Regions from separate parts of the Pan troglodytes genome. Here region 1 is linked to region 2. Evidence: chromatin contacts called from public HiChIP or PLAC-seq data. All regions are on one chromosome and are shown on one strand. The core of a region is the stretch at or near the end of the contact, and the rest is flanking DNA. Distances in the headings are between cores, read along the strand shown. Region 1 holds the start of CCDC158 (coiled-coil domain containing 158). Region 2 holds the start of SEPTIN11 (septin 11).

Evidence for each region. HiChIP or PLAC-seq counts read pairs in DNA pulled down with a chosen protein or histone mark.
Region 1: a contact with region 2 is called in an H3K4me3 HiChIP or PLAC-seq map of stem cell-derived excitatory neurons, with 2.3 times the contacts expected there. The contact joins the promoter of CCDC158 here to the promoter of SEPTIN11 in region 2. A contact is called at or near these places in 1 of 7 Hi-C or Micro-C datasets (stem cell-derived neural progenitor cells) and 1 of 1 datasets of contacts at active chromatin or transcription factors (stem cell-derived excitatory neurons).

The regions. Positions count from the first base shown.
Region 1 is chr3:53,700,666-53,707,637 of NHGRI_mPanTro3-v2.0_pri, reverse strand. CCDC158 (coiled-coil domain containing 158) reads right to left here and starts at 2,543. Exons shown (of 24, transcript XM_054682968.2): 1 at 2,340-2,543. It overlaps SHROOM3 (shroom family member 3), which reads left to right and starts at 1,954. Exons shown (of 14, transcript XM_063809524.1): 1 at 1,954-2,641; 2 at 5,355-5,491.
Region 2 is chr3:53,180,573-53,187,619 of NHGRI_mPanTro3-v2.0_pri, reverse strand. It overlaps SEPTIN11 (septin 11), which reads left to right and starts at 4,549. Exons shown (of 10, transcript XM_054682944.2): 1 at 4,549-4,848. The coding sequence starts at 4,822. LOC104006065 (a long non-coding RNA gene) reads right to left here and starts at 3,164. Exons shown (of 4, transcript XR_008547508.1): 1 at 3,079-3,164.

The DNA of each region.
Region 1 (6,972 bases), core at 1,294-3,793, 520 kb before region 2:
TAGTTCCCTACAGTTTCCATAACAAATTATCAAAACTCGGTAGCTTAAAACAATAGCAACTTATTCTTTCATAATTCTGGAGGCCAGGAATCCAAAATCAGTCTCATGGGGAAGAAAGCATGGTGTTGGCAGGGCTCCCTCCCTCCCTCTGGAGGCTCTGCAAGAGAATCAGTTCCTTGCCTCTTCTAGCTCTGCTGGTTGCCAGGCATTTGGTGACTTGTGGCCACATCACTCCAATATCTGCCTCTGTGGTCATATTGCCTTCTCTTCGGCCTATATCAAATCTGCTTCTCTCTCTCTTAGGACCTTTGCGTTTGCATTTAGGACCCACCTAGATAATTCACGATAATCTCTCCATTTCAAGCTACTTAATCACGTATGCAAAGGCACTTTTCCCTTATAAGGTAACATTTACAGGTTTCAGGGATTAGGACCTGACATATTTGAGTGGCCACTGCTCAGCCTACCATATAATTTGGGGCCATCTAGCTGGGGGACGGGTGGATCACAAGAGGCCCTGTTTAATAAATGGTGGAGGTCTAAAGTGGCTCACTCATAGCATACTAGATAACACTAAGTCCTCATTGTAAATGCACAACAACAGTAAGGGCTTTGCATACATACAAATAAATTGCTGTCCTCAATTTGTTTTGGGAGTATAATATTAACTCTATGGCATGGAAACCATTTCACCCACAACACAAGTAAGATAACCGCACTAAGATTAAAAGCAATGAGCGCAGTACAGAGATAGGAGGACCACATCTCTCTCAGCACTCCTGCACCCTTACCTGATGAGCTTCCGCACAAACAGTCCTACCTAGCATGTCTCTGGGATATGTGGAAGCCCTGGTCCTTTCCCCACACACCCCCCCCGGCTCCACCCGGCCACAACTCCTTAATGTCCTGCTGAGAGAAGCAGCAAGAACTGGTTGCCAGTCAAAAAACCTGGGCAACAGCCAACCTCACTTCTACTTTCCCCTGACGTTGGAGTTCAGCATGAGGCACAAACAAAACCTGGAGCAGCCCGAGTGGGGCCTGGAGCAGAGTGCTGTGGAAAAGGATGGAGACTTTGCAGAACTCATTGTGCTGCTGATTGATGCTGATAATGAGGGAAAGCTCTGACCCCCACATGTGGTTTAAAGACAGGGCTCAAGCTGAAAGGGCCCTTGCGCCGGCGTTTAACACCATTCCGTCTTGGATGCGAGGCTGTCCTCTCTACCACCAAGTCTTCCCCATCTCCTCCCCCTGTTCGCGGCAGCGCGGTAGACACAGAGTCAGCAGTCACGTTGGGGCAGCTTACTCGGTGATTCTCTTCCCCACAAATCAAATCACTTTGCGCAGGTCCAGGTTTCAGCGCCACCGTCCCCAGGGGTCTTGCAATCCCCGAAAACAACAGCAGCTCATTCCAGTAAAGAAACAATTTATTGGGCATCTTCCATGTGCAGAACAAACACGAGGCACTGGAAGATTCCAGAAATGAACACGAGTCGCTCCGGGTCCTCAGAAGAACCCCACTCACACCCCACCATCCTCGTCTCCCGGGCCGCGCCCCGCTTGTACCTGCAACCAACACCTAATCCTAAGACACCGGCCACATCTCCGCGGGGCGCCGGCGGGCGCAGCGGCCCCACCTACGTCGACCTGGCGGCTGGGACGGGGCGGCTCCCCACTCTCCGCCCCTAGGCCCCGCGGAGGCTGCGGGGCGGCTCCTCCTCCTCGGCTGCGGCGCCGGAAGCTGCCCGCGCCCGTCACTCCTCGCGGCTGTGGTGCTCGGGGCGCTGCCCAGTCCGCGCGAGCCGCGTGGGTGACGGTTAGGACGCTCTGCGAGGCTTCGTAGTGGGGGGAGGGGAGGAGGGGGGTGCTCGGCAGCTGCCCGGCGGGGACCCCTCCCGCGCCTGCGACTCCGCCCGCCGGACGCCGTCGCCGGGGCATCCGAGCGTCGAAGTCCCCACCACCGCCCGGGCGCCCTAAGGAGTGGGGGTGTACCCAGCCCGGAGTCAAATCCTGGAGCCCTGCCCCAGAAACTACCCTGGGTTCGGACCTGCACCCGGCGCCCTCTGCCGCTTCTCCCACAGCCTCCTAACTGGTCTCCGGCCCTACTCTTGCCCCCACCCGAGCGCCTCGGGCCACTCTCGTAGCTGTCCCCACCGTGGTCTTCCCAGATAACTCACTGACCCGCACCAGTCTGATCTCTTACCTGCCAAAGAGTCAAGCCCAATCTGGAGTTGCCCGCCGGGCCTCCTACTCTGACACCCCCACCCGGCCCCACCTCACCCCCACCTCCCATTCCCACTCCTGGCATTCCCATTTGACCATTTCAAGTTAACAGAATTCACATTTTGCAGCTCTGTTTTCTCTGTCCCCGAATGTTTTTCAAGTTCAAACGTGTTCTCGGCATAGCTGACCCTTCTGCCTCTGGAGACTTGTTCCCTCCGCTGTGCTACAGTTACCCTCTGTCGTTATCTCTAATATAGAATTTATCAGATTTTTGCTGCCCAAATTATCGATCAAATGGAACGCGTCCAGAAAGGCCAGTGTCTGATAGATGCAGCCTGAGGCATTTAATTCTACTAGCAATCACATTGTGCAGACATCTACAGCAAATAACTTTTTATGTATAAGTTGATTAGAAATATTAGTAAGTCTTACATTAAATAATGTAGCTACAAATTTTAATAAAAATAGATTAAATGCCATTAAAGATTGTTTATCATATCGTTGTAGTTAATCCATTTATTGGCTTATAGAGATCTAGGATTAGCTATAGAATCGAGCATTTTTAACAGGAAGTGAAACCATAAGTATTACATAGAAAGGTAAATAATTTAGGTTTTGTGGTTGGACAAAAAGCAATTTCTAATTTTTTCTTTTTTCTATCAAAACATGAGTGTTCCAATGACATAAAAATATTTTCCATACCTAATACATGGTTTCCATTGGTGTCTCATTTTGTGCTTGTACCCTGGACACACATAAAAAGGTTTTTTTTTCTTTTCAACATCTTTAATTAAAAGATGTGTGTTAATTAGTGTAGCATGAAATTATCTACACCCACATATATGTACGAAAAGTTATGTGCCCCTGATTTTACTATAAAAGTCATCACATTTTGAAGTGTCCTGCGGTTTTACAACATTTTTTAAATATTGTATTAAAAACAGCTTCTTAGCTTTTTAAATAAAGAATTAAAAGATCGAGAAAGGGATCCAAAGTCCTTTTCCATTCATTCATTCATTCCACCCATATTTATAGGGCACCTACAACATGCTATGTGTAGGTTGTGAAAATAAAGCTGGGAACAAATACAGTCCCTACCCTAGTAGTGCTTACATTCTTGTAGAGGAAGATGAGCAATGCACAAATAGACAAGTTCAAATATGCCAGATGGGGATAAGTGTTGTGGAGACAGAGGTAGGAGTTTAGGGAGTGTGGGGTTGCTGTTTCATAGTGAGGTCTTGAAAAGTCCTCATTGATAAAGTGACATTCAAAAGAGACTTGTAGGGCTGGGGGAAGGGATCTGTGTGGTTATTGTGGGACAGAGCTTTTCAGGCATTTGGTTGGTGTGTTTGAAAAAACCCAGAGGCTAGTGAGGACTGAGCAGAGTGAATGAACAAGCAGAGGTTGGGGCGTTGTGGTCATTTAGGGCCCAAGTCACCAAGAGCTCTTTAGTAAGAGTCCATGCATAGGTCCAAGGTTGTTGTGTCTCCCTTCACTGGTTCTTACTCTGCACTAGACCCTGTGCTGGGTACTGGGGAGATGCAAAGAAGCTCCAGTTTCTGCCCTCAAGGAACCTGTGTCCCTCCTAATGTCAATCCAAATGGTGGCTGGGGTTTGTGAGGATGCAGTTAAGACTCAGGAACATGGAACCCAGGCCTGATCTGAGCTTTGGCACTAGCTTGGGCAAGCCATTTGAACTTTCAAAGTGTTAGTATTTTCATCTGCAAAATGTGAGATGTAGAAATATCAGAAGGGGCTTTTCTAACTGAAGAAAAAAAACAAGAAAAAGCCCTATGATTCTATAAAATCAAAGCATAGAACTTTATCTTAATACAAAAACTTTTGTTAAAATTGTGTCAGAAAAGTACTTCAGATATAATATACATGATGCATATACAGGGTCACTTAAAATTTAATTCACAATTTGCTAAGTTCAAAAAAAATCTTGGTTCAGCCAACACAACGAGCTTTGTAAACAGGTGGTACTTAGGAAAAAAAACACATTTTAATTTAGCATATGGTATAGATTATATGAAATTACTTTAACCATTGTGTTTCCTTTATGATTTAGACCTTGAAATTTTCTTTGGCCAAAGATCTTCAAAACTAAATACAGTGTTAAAGCAGAGTTACAGAGCAGCCTGGATTAGGGGGATAGATATTTTCCTTTCCTGACTATGGTTTAAAACTTTCTGTTGTACATTTTATTGGGCAACTACTTTTCCCCAGTGCCCAGTACAGAGCTGGACATATAGAAGTCATCAATATATATTGTGGTGGAGGGGATAAGTGGCAAGTCATCTCTAATACATAGTATTAGTATGCAAGTACATAGAGCATAAAATATTAAAAGACCATGTAGTTAATGTTCTGACATTCTTCTCTCCACCAGCGACACAAGGAGAGAAATATATCTAATTAGAAAGCTTGAGTTCAATAAACAAATATTTATTGAGCACCAACTGTGTATCAGGAACATCAGTGAACAAAACGGACCCAAACCCTGCCCTCATGGAACTTACGTTTCAGTGGTGGGGGACAGATCATAAATAATCACCATGACAGAATTAATGTACTAGAAGGTGGTAAATGCCATGGGGACAAAGGAAGCAGGGAAGGAGAAGAGGAAGTGTGGGATGGATTGTGACTGAGTCCAAACTTGTTCTTCTTGCCACATCACGTCAATAAGTCAAGAGACAAGGAGGTGGAGGAAGGAAAGCGACTTTATTTTGGGGAGCCAGGAAACCAAGAAGAAGCAGACCAATGTCCTAAAGAACCATCTTAGAATTATGCGAGCTTTGCCTTGTCTTTTATGTTTAAGTGACAGGGAACCGCAGACATCTGGGCACCAACAAGGGTCCAGGGGAAGTCTGTGAAACTTCTTTGTCCTTGGGTAACGTTCTCTCATGTAACAATAGCCAAACCCCCTTGTTCCTGTAAATCTTTAACAAAACATAGTTGTTTATATACTTCTTCTTTAATCCTAGGGTTAGTTTCCAAGACTACATGATTGCAGTTTTTGCATTGTATCTTAGTGCTCTAAAATTATCCTAACCGATGTGCAGGAATGGGTATCCCCTTAAATAAAAAATGGAATTAGTTATGTTAGTTCTTTTACTGTTTCGCTGTTGCAGTATGGAAATAGAGCAGAGAAGAGCCCCTCCAGGTGTGAGCAGAACCTTGAAGGAGACAGGGAGCAGCCAGCCATGTGGCTCTCAGAGCATTTCCAGGAGGAATTGTGATTGTATTTCTGGGAACACATCTTGGCAGGGTAAGTAATTTCTAATTTGGGACTACTTTTGAATTAGTTTTAAAAGGAAACTTTTCATATGACATCTTAATTTAAAGAGTAGAAATGTTTGTATTATTTGGAGCTGATTGAGGTTTTAAAAATCAACTTTTTTGAGTTATACTTCATTTCCAATACAATTTTTTTTTTTTGAGACTGAGTCTCTCTCTGTTGCCCAGGCTGGAGTGCAGTGGCGCGATCTTGGCTCACTGCAAGCCCTGCCTCCCGGGTTCATGCCATTCTCCTGCCTCAGTTTCCCGAGTAGCTGGGACTACAGGCGCCCGCCACCATGCCCGGCTATTTTTTTTTTTTTTTTTTTTTTTTTTACTTTTATTAGAGACAGATTTTCACCATATTAGCCAGGATGGTCTCAATCTCCTGACCTCGTGATCCGCCCGCCTCAGCCTCCCAAAGTGCTGGGATTACAGGCATGAGCCACTGCGCCCGGCCAATTGATTCATTTTAAGTGTGCTTTTTGTGTGTGGAAGTCATAAAAATCAAAGTTTTTTTCTTGTCGATATGATGACAAAATATTTAATAGAATGCTAAAGATCAACAATCTTGGCCGGGCCTAGTGGCTCACATCTGTAATCCCAACACTTTGGGAGGCTGAAGCGGGAGGATTGCTTGAGGCTAGGAGTTTGAGACCAGCTCAGGCAACATAGAGAGACTCTGTCTCTATTTTCTTTTAAAAATAAAAATTTAAAAGAAGAATAACAGGCTGGGCACAGTGGCTCACGCCTGTAATCCCAGCACTTTGGGAGGCTAAGGCAGGTGGATCACTTGAGGTCAGGAGCTCCAGACCAGCCTGGCCAACATGGTGAAACCCCACCTCTATCAAAAATACAAAAAATAAGCTGGGCGTGGTGGCGTGTGCCTGTAATCCCAGCTATTCAGGCAGGAGAATCGCTTGAACCCAGTAGGTGGAGGTTGCAGTGAGCCAAAATTGTGCCACTGCACTCCAGCTTGGGTGTCAGAGTGAGACTCTGTCTCAAAATAAATAAATAATAACAATCTTTAATTAAATCATTTATATTGTTATCACAATGGTATAGTTTACAATCCTAGATAAAACCACCAAATGCCTTTTTAGATATGGGCTTAGAAAATGGAAGTAGTGTAAGATAAACCATTTATTTTCTATGAAGGGAAAATATTCAAATTGGCAGCATATAAATTTTGATTCACAGATTGTTTTAGAATGCTTAAATAAAGATAACATTAGCAGAGGTATAAACATGATGGAAACCTTCAATAGCAAACAAAATACATGTTTTATAACAAGAAAATCAATGAGTAAACAACCAAAAAATAAACAGATGAATAAAGCAAGAAAACATATGTAAGTTCTTTCTTTGTGTTGTATTAGTGTGTAATTATTTTTACTGTCCTGTCTATAATTCATTGGGCTTTTTGAATCTGTAGTTTGTTTCTTTCAAAGGTCTGAAAAACCCTCAATTTTA
Region 2 (7,047 bases), core at 3,300-5,799:
CCCAGGCTGGAGTGCAGCAGTGCGATCTCGGCTCACTGTAACCTCTGCCTCCCCGGTTCAAGTGATTCTCGAGCTTCAGCCTCCCAAGTAGCTGGGATTACAGGCGCCCACCACCATGCCCGGCTAACTTTTGTATTTTTAGTAGAGATGGGGTTTCACCATGTTGGCCAGGCTGGTCTCGAACTTCTGACCTCAAGTGATCCACCCACCTTGGCCTCCCAAAGTGCTGGGATTACAGCCGTGAGACACCGTGCCCAGCCTCCTGTTTTTCTTGTATCCCTTTATAATTAATCATTTTTATGGTAGTCAAGAGTGATCTGGTCTTTGGGTTCTTTGATTGTAAACCACAGAAACAAATCCTAGATAACTTAAGCCAGAAAATAAAAAAATAAATTGTAGACCCCATAAATTGTAACAATTTGCCAAAAAGTAAAAAATAATTTATGGCCTGCATAAACTGTAACAATTTGTATTGTCTTTGTGTCTCTTGATTCAAGATTCAAATGTAACAGCATCTAATTGGCCAAGCTTAGATCACATACTTTCTTAAGAATGTATGTACTGTGGTGATGAAAGGAAGGGTGTGATGGAACGTCTCTTCAGGAGCCTCTTATTGAAAATAAATTAAATTAATTTTTTTGGACATGAGATCTTGCTATGTTGCCCAGGTTGGAGTACGGTGGCTGTTCACAGGCTCAATCATAACGCACTACAGCCTTAAACTCCTGGCTTTAAGTGATCTTCCTGCCTCAGCCTCTTGAGTAGCTGGGACTACACCATGCTACCACAGCCAGCGAGGAACCTCTTTTTTTGGTTTTGTTTTGAGATGGAGTCTGGCTGTGTCAGCCAGGCTGAAGTGTACTGGTGCGATCTCAGCTCACTGCAACCTCCACCTTGTGAGTTCAAGCTATTCTCCTGCCTCAGCCTCCCGAGTAGTTGGGATTACAGGCATGCACCAGCACATCCCACTAATTTTTGTATTTTTAGTAGAGGTGGGGTTTCGCCATGTTGGCCAGGCTGGTCTCGAACTCTTGACCTCAGGTGATCTGCCCGCCTTGGCCTCCCAAAGTGCTGGGATTACAAGGCATGAACCAGTACGCCTGGCCCAGAACCTCTTTTTTAAGAGGCATTTACTTTTTACCAAGTTGAAACATTCATTGGAAAAGCTCTCCAAATAAATTGGGGTTCAATTAAAAAGGGAATAGACCCTAAATTACTAACAATGTCAAATATTCACTATAGCTGTTTTCTAAAATGCAAATTTTCTTTGCTTAAAGACCTCCTTGACTCTTCATTACCTTAGTATGGCAATAAAAATTATTCATTTCCTAGTCTTTACCCTCATCTCCAACTCAAAATTTATTGAATATACCAGACCATGTGACAGAAGCTAATAGACAAAAAAGCACTCTTACCTTGAGACATTCATAGTCTAGTGACAGAAGCGTGATAGTACGACCACCTCTTGATTGCTTAATATGTCTAAAGCAGAGTTTACTGGCAATAATAGCTGGGGTGGCCATAAGTCCTTGTTTTTCCTATTGTCCTGACATCATTACTATCAGCACAAACCCCCTTTTCCCAGCCTCAAAAGCTTCTCAGTTTGGACAGAAATTATAGGTCATTCTAATAATAATAATACAGTATTTTCTCAGTTAACTCTCAAAACAATTCTGTGAAGGAATGAGATGTTACCTTCCTACTGGATAATGTGAGTAGAGTTTTATAAAAAGACTATTTGCAAAGGTATGTGCAAAATGAAGGGAAACCATAGGGGTTTACTCTGGGTCACCCTAGGGAGGGATACTGGCTGCTTCCTTTGGTTGAGGGAGGCAGCCAGCTTGCAATGGTGCCACAGCAAGGGAGCCAGGGGGGAATAAATAAGCATACTCCTTCCTCTTTGTTCCATCGCTGTTGCTTCCTAGTGCCTTCACTCAACTGGAAGCTAGAGGGAAAGAACGTCTCTTGAGTTAAGGCTCCAAGGGACAGACAGCAGGTTGGAGAGTGGATCTGGCTAACAGAACACGTCCTCCCCCAGGACTCACTGTTACTACCCTATTTTACAATAGAAAAAAGAAATGAGATGAAAGTTTAACTTATTTGATATAACAAAGCTCATAAGTGATCATCTGTAGCTGAAGTGCCAGGTTCTCCCCACTCTGCCACTCTCTCGCTAAGGCTCCAACATCCTAGCAATGCCAGGATACCCATCCTCCCCATAGCATCCTCACATCCCAAATGAGATGTTGGAATATGTAACGTTAAGTTTTGCTGATTAGAATAAACTAACCTACCCACCAAGGTAGGGCATTCACATTCTTATAATCTAAGCAGATGAGTTTACAGCATATACATTCACAAAATAAATAAGTAAAAAAAAAAAATTTGATAAACAAATTCTACAGTCTGTTCTGGTCAAGATAACACAGTTCCTTTGCAACTGCCCTTACATCCGGTTGGTGGTGTGTGGAGCCCTCTTTTCCCAGGCCTTACATGAGGCCTCTGGCCCATGGGCAGTGCTGCTGCTGTCTGATCCTCCTTATGGAGAAAGGACAAAATGTCCATGTACCAGAGCTGCAGAAGAAAGTATTTGTCTTCCCCCTCCCTTTGCACAGCACCCATCTGTGTGTAATCTTATTATTATATATTTTTTGAGACAGGGTCTCACTGTGTCACCCAGACTGGAGTGTAGTGGCGCGATCTCGGCTCACTGCAACCTCCGCCTCCAGAGTTCAAGCGACTCTCCCACCTCAGCCTCTATAGTAGCTGGGACTACAGGCAAGCGCCACCATGACTGGCTAATTTTTGCATTTTTTTACAGCCAAGGTTTCACCATGTTGGCCCACCTCAGCCTCCCAAGGTGCTGGGATTACAGGCGTGAGCCACCGCGCCCGGCCCATTTATGTGTAATCTTAATTCAACACTTATTGAGCGCCTACTGTATGTTTGGCATAAAATGGTGGTCCCTAATTTCAAAAGATTTGGAGTCTAGAGGGCAGAAATTGAAGAGGCTGGTGCTCTGCACGTCTGAGTCCGCCCACAGACTGAATAAATAAGCTCTGCGTCGGCGCCCCTCACCTTTCTTTCATGGCCAGACTTTTCTCTGGCGGTTCCACAGCTGTCCTGACAGTGGAATTCAGACCGGGTGACCAAGCCCCTCGCCCACCTACCAGCGAAATCCAGCATCAGTTCCAGGGCAGCCGGACCCGCGCCCGGGGACGACTGACCCTTAGCCCAAGGCTGCGGGGGCGTCGGAGTCTTGAAGCGCAGGCGAGGCAGGGCCAGCGGGAAAGGGAGACTCAAGGCCCCAGGGGATCTGGGCGTTTGAAGACTCAGGTCAGACTCTGAGGCGCCCCAGTCTAAAGAGACGGGTTGTCTTTTCCCTAATTCAGGAGGCCAGGCTGTCCCTTGGGGCGTCGTACCGAGGGCAGATCACAGCCCTTCCCTCCTCACCACACTTTCCCTGTGCTTCCACCCAGCTGGTTCCCCGCCCTGTCCATCGCTGTCCTCAATCGCTTGTTGTCGTGGGCCCCCCTCTCCGGCCCACGTGGGGCCGCAGGGATCCACAGCTCATCTGACACACCTCGCTGCCCCGCACGAACCGGGACCCCTCCATTCCGCCGGCCCCTCAGACACGCAGTAACACCCCAACATCTGCTGGGAAAAAAATCTTCCCCACGGCGGAGGAGTTCTCAGTCCCACGCGCCCAGAGTCGCACCCACTCGAGCCACCCGCCTGTTGCCGTCGCCACGCCCTCCAGCCGCAGCCCCAGCGCGCATTCCTACGGGTCGCCGGGTCTGTCGCCAGCGATCGAATGAAGTCGGCTGATCCCCCATGTGTGGCTGCTCCAGTGACACCCAGGGGAGGCCTCGGTCCTTACCCCTAGAGCAACCAATGGCTGCCTTAATTCTTCAGCGGGGGCGTTCTTTTTCTTCCTCCCAAGCAGGCGGCCGTTGGGTCGGCCGAAGGCAGCAGCGACTACTACGGCTCTTCCTCTCCAATGGGATCCCCTGTCTGCCCGCGCGCCACAGTGACAGCTTCCAGATGCCTGTCTTTAGTCTCCCTTCTCAAGGGAAGCGGTGGGCGACCGAGGTGCGGCCTGGAGGGCCCCCATGTGGGAAGGGAAGACTTGCGGAAGGGCAATTCTTCCAGTGCGGAGACGAGGAGGCCAGCCCAGCCGCACTTCGGTCGCCCACCGCTCCGCCTGGTGGTCCGCAGCCCCTTCCAGGCCGGCTTCTCCGGGTGGGGCGTGCTAGTCCGGGGCTAACTTTCCGCCACGTGCTGTCCCTGCGACCCGTCTCCCCCGGTCGCCCTTCCTTCTCCCGGCGGCCGCTGGAGCTGCCCGCTTCGTGGAGCCGGTGGCAGGCCCCGGGGCTGAGAGCTCGCGCCCAGGCTTTTACTCAGATTCCAGCACCTGATGGAGCAGGGGGTGGCGGCCAGCGCACAGGCTGTCGGCATCTCATGGCAGCGGAGACGGTCGTTTGGGGACGGAGGGGCGAGCCCTGCGGCCGGGGCCAGTGGAGCTGGGCTCGGAGCCCGCCCACCATCCTCCCGCCCACCACCGCGGCCGGGCGCGCAGGCTCACACCCCTTCCTGGGGAAGCGAATGGTCCCTTCCAGGCGGGTGGCCATGTTGCTCTAATAAAGCGGGAGGGGCGGCGGCGTGGGGGGAGCAGATGCCGCTGGCTGCCAGCGGGACGCCGGCGAGCAGAGCGCAGCCGCGAGGGAGGCGCGAGGGAGGCGAGCCGGAGCCCGAGCACTAGCAGCAGCCGGAGTCGGCGGAAAGCACCCGGGCGCAGCCGGAGCCGGTGCCGCAGCTGCGATGGCCGTGGCCGTGGGGAGACCGTCTGTGAGTGCTGGGGCCTCGCCTGCTGCTCCTCGGGCGCCGGGTGGTCTCTGCTCTGGGGCGGGTGCGGTGAGGACCACAGGGGAGCCGGGCGGGTGCTCGGCCCTGCGGCGGCGGCGACGGCTGTGGGTGTGTGCACGAATTTGGGCGCGCGTCTGGGGTCGGGGTTAGGAGCCCAGGGGCTCAGTTACGTGATGCAACAGTGGATCGCCTCGTCGCGTCCCTCTTCTGGGGATGCGAAAGAAAAAGGACCCCTCTCCTGTTCCCTTTAAAATAATTCTTTGAGGCGCGGCGTGTCTCAGCCGCCTCCCTCTGCCCGCGCACCTCTTCCCTCGTGACAGCCAGAAGGGCGCCGGGTTCGGGGCTTTCCTCCAGTCTCCCCCGCGCCGAGGGGGCGCTCAGGGCATGGGAATTGCGAGCTGAAGTGCTGCGTGTGGCACAGCTGTAGAAGCAGGTCAGAGGGGTGGGATTTCCGTGGTGGCCTCCCCAGCGCATTGTGAGATCCCGGACACCCTCGGGCATCCACCCGGCTGAGCGGGCCCTGCCCAGGATGTGGACAAAGCCCCAGATAACACACACAAAGTTTTCTGGAGGCTCCCTTGTGGTGTGGGTGGAAGGACTGAAATGTTCTGCGGCTGAAAGGCCGGGGGCGGCGGGCTGAGGAGGCTGGGACGCGAGGAAGAGGAAGGGCGGGCGGGTGCGTGAAGAATCGAGTGCCCCACGGCGGGAGGGAGGAGAGTAGGAGGGAGGAGATACCTTTGCCCCGAGTGTGTGGGCCAAGGCGCCGCGCCTACTGGGTTGCAAGACTCGGTCCGCGCCCCGGGGCCGGGCCGGAGGGGAGCGGGACTCCGAGGGTGCGGTTCAGTGGCCGCTCCGCATCCCCAAGTGAAAGGCGGAGGAAGGGGCGGCGGCGGCCTTTCCTTTTTTTTGAAAGGAGCGGAGCTGGGTGGGAAAGGCGGAGTCCTCCTGTTTTCCCTTTCCCCTTTTCGTCGTCGATGTTCACAGTCCACTCGCCTTACTGGCTTTGGGGGCGCCTCGGGCGATGTCTTTCCCTGTCTATCACCTCCTCTTCCCTTTTTCTTCTTCCCTTTCCCACAGCTGTGCAGCTGCAGGTGGTGGCTCGGGAGATTTTGTAGTTACAGACGAAAGACTTACTGAGACACTGGAAGCTCGGAAATCCCAGAAATGCAAGGCTGTGCTCTCAGGCTCCCGGCTCTTCCCCCTCTCCCCGCCTAACTCTTCCCCAGATACGCGCGCCTTTTGCACCCTACCCCCTCGGGAGAAGTTCATGGGTCCCTTTGCGGATTCTAATTCGATTTGGTGGTTCGGCTGCCCGCGGTGCTGTCAAAGACGTTTTCTGCAGTCAGAAAACACAGCGGTCATATCGAATCATAACTGTCTTTTAGGCCTTTTCAACTCTACGATTTAATGACATGGCTCTTTTAAGAATTCTGGTCTTCTTTTGCACATAAATTGTGCTCTTGATAATCAGTGGTCACATGTAGGTTATTGTTACTGAGGGAATTTGCATAGTCTCTGGGCTAGTCGTTTTATTTTTGGTGAGAAAATTGAGGTCTATAGAGGTGAAATTTATCTGGTTAAATTACTCCTCCCCCTGCCCCCCATTATACTTATTAGCAGGCATAGATTCAGAGAACTAAAATAACAATATCTGCTTTAGATAAATTGGCAAACGTTTAGGATTGCAAATATTCAGTGGGGGTGTTTGGCTTTTTCAGTAACACGTATTATTGCTGGTGCATTCTTGAGGGATGGAGGAGGTGGAAGAAATAATTAGCTGCACGTTTTCTATAAATTAGTTCATATATGTCAGTTAAATAGGAACAGTATGTGGATTTAAGGTTTAGTTGTGTGGCCGTAATCACATCCAACACCAAGTCGGCCAACCATATGTGAGCTTAATCCCACAGAATTCTTATGTTAGATCTCCCTTTTCAGATAATAGAGGAGATTTTTTTTAAGTATACGTGCACAGAGGAAGTGACTTCTTTCTGCGCACTCTGTTGTCACCGGAATTAAAATTAAATTACAATCTAAAGACAGAAGACTTTTCTTTTGGAAACCTAATGTAAGAGTGATTAGGAATTGACTATAAAGTTAGAAAGTCTACAGAAAATGTGTGATCACATTTCACAGATAATTGTTGAATCCTTTCACTTTGTTCATTGGGCTATTGTCTTA